2 separate regions of the Bicyclus anynana genome follow, and region 1 is linked to region 2. A link is a contact called in public Hi-C data. All regions are on one chromosome and are shown on one strand. The core of a region is the stretch at or near the end of the contact, and the rest is flanking DNA. Distances in the headings are between cores, read along the strand shown.

The links. Hi-C and Micro-C count contacts between places; a contact is called where the count stands out from the background.
Region 1: a contact with region 2 is called in a Hi-C map of whole larva, with 3 times the contacts expected there. The contact joins the promoter of LOC112052096 here to the enhancer-like site in region 2. A contact is called at or near these places in 2 of 2 Hi-C or Micro-C datasets (whole body and whole larva).

What each region holds. Positions count from the first base shown.
Region 1 is chr1:14,227,538-14,230,452 of ilBicAnyn1.1, forward strand. LOC112052096 (insulin receptor) reads right to left here and starts at 1,289. Exons shown (of 26, transcript XM_052884298.1): 1 at 1,148-1,289.
Region 2 is chr1:14,171,497-14,174,439 of ilBicAnyn1.1, forward strand. The region is part of intron 2 of LOC112052096 (insulin receptor); the gene reads right to left. Among protein-coding and RNA genes, the nearest start is that of LOC112052098, 55 kb to the left of the region's middle. Within about 2 kb of position 1,530, at least 6 of the 8 cell types and tissues checked have open chromatin away from gene starts, as enhancers often do.

The DNA of each region.
Region 1 (2,915 bases), core at 39-2,538, 56 kb after region 2:
ACAGTGAAAGTATGTAAAAACTATGTAGAAAGGACGAAATCCTTTTAAAATATTACTAGGTAGGTACCTATGTTTAGGTGTTATCTATTAGTTTAAATAATTTTCCTTTAGTTGTTTACTATGCAACTAAATGAATTTAATACAATGATCCACTTTCGTCCGCCTCAGTTTCGACGTACAAGTGATATTGTCACTTGTACGTACTGTAATATAAATAATTAATAAAAAAAAATAGTATAAAATCTATACTAATATTTTAAAGCTGAAGAGTTTGTTTCTTTGCTTGAACGCGCTAATCTCAGGAACTACTGATCCGACTTAAATTTTTTTTTCAGTGTTAGATAGCCCATTTATCGAGGAGGGCTATAGGCTATATATTATCTCCGTATTCCTACGGGAACGGGAACCACGCGCGGCGTCAGCTAGTCTTTGATAATAATACGAGTAGTAGTATTCATACGCAAGCAGGCTTTTCTTACTGCGTAAAAATAAATTCACGGTTTCAGTAAGTACGCACTTGGTTCATAACTTAATAATAATATACCTACTTATGTATAATTAATTATCATTAAAAAAATAAATAAATGTTGTAATAAATAAACTAACCTCTGTTAATTGTTTTGGGTTTATTTTTTAGTTAATGTAGTCAATTAATAACAATTTAACTGTTTACAATAAAAAAATACGAATAATTTCAACAAACCATTGAACAATCCTTTAGCGATCAACAAATCGGTGTAATGATGATTTATTATTAGTAAACAGTTGGTATGTTTCAAGTATTGCTATAGTAACAGCTATAAATTACTGGGAACATAATATTATTGTCGTCTATAGAAGTTTAGGGTGAAGGTATGGCTAATGGCCATTTCATAAGACGAGAATTGGGAGAATTGGGGCCGTGCGACAAGACAAAACGTTGCCGTCAGGAGGAGGGAACGATTGTCGGAGTGCGCAGAGAAGGGCAGTTGTTTACAGCAGCAAACCACGTGGTCGCTTGCGGCGTACAAGTACATACATCAATACTACATCGCATCACGTGGCCCGCGGCACCTGTGCCCACACGAAACGCATAAACATACGACAGTAATTATTATGAACCAGATTAGCGTAGACGTAATCAGATTGAAAACATATGAAACGCTACCTGAGCCCGGCGCCTGCCGTGTTTGTCTGAGCGCGCACCACTGTTGTTTATCAATCGTCGCAGTTAATCGAGACAGAATAATGTTATCACTTTGCCACAAGCACCGTTCACTTGTTATTATAATATTCGGTAATAACCAAAAACAACACTTGTAAACACAGACACAGCGCACGATAGAGAGCGGATAACACAGACAAGCTATCGCGAACGACGCGCGCAAACGACTGGGGCAGCGGCGCGCGCGGGGCTGCCGGGCCGAATCGCCGAGCGCCGACTGCCGACCGACGAGCGACGACCCAGTCGAGGAATGCAGCTCGCCTGTTCCCGCGTGCTTATTTTTTTGGTCTGTCCGGTACTGTAGGGCGCTAGGGGACGCGATTGTTCTAAACGCTTTGGCGCCTACGGTGACGCTAAAAGCTCATTCCGCCTTTAACCACTTCGTCAACATCTAGCGCCAACACAGACTGAACAGAGCTCGCAAGTCGCAGCCAGACGGTGAAACTTGACGTCTACATCAAAAATATTTTTATAAAAACCAACTTGCACCGCCACAACTAACTGAAATCCCTACAGTCGATGAGGGTAGTTAGAGCCACTGCAGCATCAGCACTATGGTCTTTGATTGTATATGAAACCATCTCGTGAGTATCCTCTATCATGTAGGAAAAAGCTTTTGGTAGTCAGTCAAGCATTTTTAGAGAAATCTGAAAAAATGCCCGTTAAATTAAAGTGACGTTACCAAGAACAATAATAATCCCTTTTGAACCCTGATATCTTAAATAATATTACGTAGCCAGTTCCTTTGTGGTTCAGAGAGCATGTTTAGCCATAAGTCCCGTTATCACTAACACCTGATAATGATCGCCACCAAATCGAAAATCATCCCTCATCATCATCATTAACAAGCAAGAACCCATATTTGGCGCTCTGTTCAGCACGACTCTTCTATCAGAAGCTGATGACTTTTCATTATAATAATATAAACCACCGACAGACATTAGAACACACTAATGGTCATCACAGAAATATTTCCTTATTCTGCCAATCGAACCCACGGTCGTTGCAGGCAGATCACCCACTGCGCCACTCGCTGAAAAAAATTATGTACCTAAGTATAATAACCAAAAACAAAAAATATACGTACTGACACCGACAGTATCAAGAACATCAGTCTGTTTTATAAGTCGGTTCAAGAAATAGCAATTTTTTTATAAAAGAAAGACCGGATTTTGTAAGATCATAATAAACAGATTACTCACAATCAGGTTGTGTTGGATTTTTTACAACTTACGAAGTACGAAAATAAAAAATTTGCTAATTCAACAGGCAAATGTATCAAAACAACATTCCTATGTCTCTGCCGAATCGTGTGTTTTTTTTGTGCCGCGAACTTATTATTGTATCTACGAGTAAGAATTATACATTGCATATTGTATAGGCTGAGGCACGCTTATTAGATAACCTATACTAATCACTCTTTTGTTCTGTAGTTTCCTTTCTATTAGAAAATCCATTAGTACATGTTTACCTAAAAAAAATTGATCTATTGTTGAGCCTTGGCAGTAAAGGCCGTCACTAAAAATTACAGCATCCCAGTACTGTGTGCTTACCGCGAGAGGACAGATCGACAGGCGGACATAGCGGAACTTTATGAGTTCTTTATTGACTACATTTTAATTAAGGTTAATTATTTAATTATACGTTATATCATATACTAGAAAATAGGTTACCACCGATAAACACGCTAAGTATTTTGAATGAAATACAC
Region 2 (2,943 bases), core at 280-2,779:
ATCAAAGTTCACTTGAATAAGACGAAAACTTAGATACATAGATAATAGGATGTAAACAAAAGCTTTCCAAAAATGTGTACACTGTACATGTACAATTTACTCAGTTTTAGTTAATCAACAAAAAGTCACGATATTGATCTGAACTGTACTGAATAGAACTGAAAAATAAACTTATAAATTTACTACATCGTAGAAAATTGTTCACGTGAAACATGTTGAGGGACACGCGATATCTAAACAATGGACAAGATGTTGCAATGAATTTAAACAATACCATAAAACAGACGTATAAAATAGTATTTATGATCACCACAAATCAGCCTTATTGTACTGAGTATCGTGATCAAAATGGTAATTTGCAATTGATGTTTTTTTATATTCTAGGAAAAACTATGGCAGGATGTCTTGATGCTTGAATTTACTCGATTATACAGATAAATAAACCTTCCATACATTACCATAAATGGTTGAAGTATGTATTTGTAGGTAAATTACAATACACTGTTTTTAATACAACTTGTTAATTTGGTGATCTCGTCATCTTGATGTTAGGAGGAGCGCTCTATGTGAGATATATTGAAATTTAAAAAAAAACATTAATTTTAAGAAGGTTTAGTTTACAAGCACTTTTGTATCATCCGTGGAATCACTACTATCAACTACGATGCTTATTTCCGAGAGATATAATAATTGTAACATAGGCTTGTGTCCGCTATACTAATCTATAGGTAATCTATACTAATATTATAAAGCTGAAGGGTTTGTTTATTTGTTTGGTTGAACGCGCTAATCTCAGGAACTACTGGTCCGATTTGAAAAATTCTTTCAGTGTTAGATAGCCCATTTATCGAGGAAGGTTACAGACTATATTAACCCCATATTCCTACGAGAACGGAAACCACGCGGGTGAAACTGCGCGGCGTCAGCTAGTTTATTATAAAAAGGTAAAGTTTGTGTTATAGGGGGTAGTCTGTGGATCTTCCAAACCGATTTTGGAAGTTCTTATACTACTAGAGAGCCACATTATTTGTGAGTGTCTTAAGCTATACTTTATCCCCGTATTCGGGACAACGGCTAGTATTGCTATAAAAATACTGCGGTTGCATTGAGATAAGTGTTCGTTGGATAGAAGCAGGCGTTACTTTGCGGAAGTTCATCATGATTATATAATGATTTATTTATTTTGCTATGATCCGCGAAAAGTCGACGAACCCATGCGACAACGTCATCCAGGTCCGACAAAATACTCTCTACGTACGTTTCACTCCGAAACCGGAGCATCCTCAGGAGATGTTGACTCTACAACGTGCAATAATCATTATATAATAAGTGTTTGTTTCACCCTCACACAGGATTTTAATAGGCTATTGTTTTTTGGTCAAGCTATACTTACTTATACAAGTCCTAATAACATGGAGTGAATAATAAAGTGGAAGGCGGTAAAGTTGCGAAGTATGTGGGATAATCCAGAGGCGTAACGTCGCACTACGTTGATTTATGTTTCCGGTCTCTGAATGAACATATCAATGGCCGCCTCACATGGCGCGAGCATGTTATTGTTGCTGTTCATTCACACCGATCGTTACGATTGATGCAAATTACAATGTTTTTGCACATTCATTTCACAACTGAGGCCGTAAAAATCATTAGTTGTGTGACTTTAGCGAAAACATTTTCCTCCTCCCTCCTCCAGTGCGAGATTTGGTATATCGATGTTAGCAAGACCATGATTTTAATTAGCAAATGTTACACCTATACTTATAAATGCGAAAGTAAGTCTGTCTGTCTGTTACATTTTCACGGCTAAACTGAACTGATTGGAATGAAATTTGGTATAGAGGCAAAGTGAACCTTGGAACAGAACGCTTTTATCCTCGAATAGTTCACGGATTAAAATAACAGATATGCGAACGAAGTTGCGGGCGTCCGCTAGTTAATAAATTATTTGCAGTTCCAATTTATTATCATTTAAGGATTACCTACCTGAGAATTTTTTGATTCTCTACATGTGTGAAGTCTGTCAATCCGTATTGGGGCAGCATGGTGGACCTAAGGCCTAATCCCTCTCATTTTGAGGGGAGACTCGTGCTCAAAAGTGAGCCGTTTATGGATTGTTAATGATTTCATGTCAAACAACTCCGTCTATATGACGTAACAAAAACTTGAAAATATATTTTTTTTCTGTATGAAAAGGACGATTGGAAAAAATAAGAAAAAGGCATAGAGGAATAATGGAAAAAGGTAAAAAACACAAAACTCACATACATACATTTATAATATTACTTTGGATGAGTTATTCTCAATTTTTACTTCCTCCTTAACCCATTAACCTAGGCAAGGAACATCGATTCGCAAAAGTCAAAACAAAACAATAAGGTAGTGCTATCACAGAATACATAATAGTACAAGGTACTAGCATCAATATTTAAACTACGAGTGTCTCATAGTGAAATAAACATTCTTTTATCCTGTGCGTTGACACGGTTAAAATATAAACATAGGGGCCAAGTTGCAACAGCTAATTAAAATGTAGAACGGTGGTTAGGGCTCGTTCACAAATAAATGGGTGGGTAGATACAGAGCAAAACAAGTTGCGCAATGGCCGATAACGTAATGTAGGCAGCGGCTGTTGCACGCTTCGAAGAAAAATGTTATAATTATTTACTGCAGCTTATATTAAACTGTGTTAGAAAATCTTTTTTCTACTCCCATTTCGTAATCTATCCAATATAAGACCGCAAATCATTTCATAAAGCTTTCAGTCCTACAGGTCGTGCTCAAATGATTTTTTTAAAATTTTTAAATAGTTCCAGGTCATTAGCTACAAAAATTCAGGCTTCATTATAAGAGACAAATCTAGGACACCTCGCCGATACAAAAATCGATAAGACTATGCCCAACGCCAATTATTTTTACCAAGTTTTGTTATTTTTTCCATTTTAT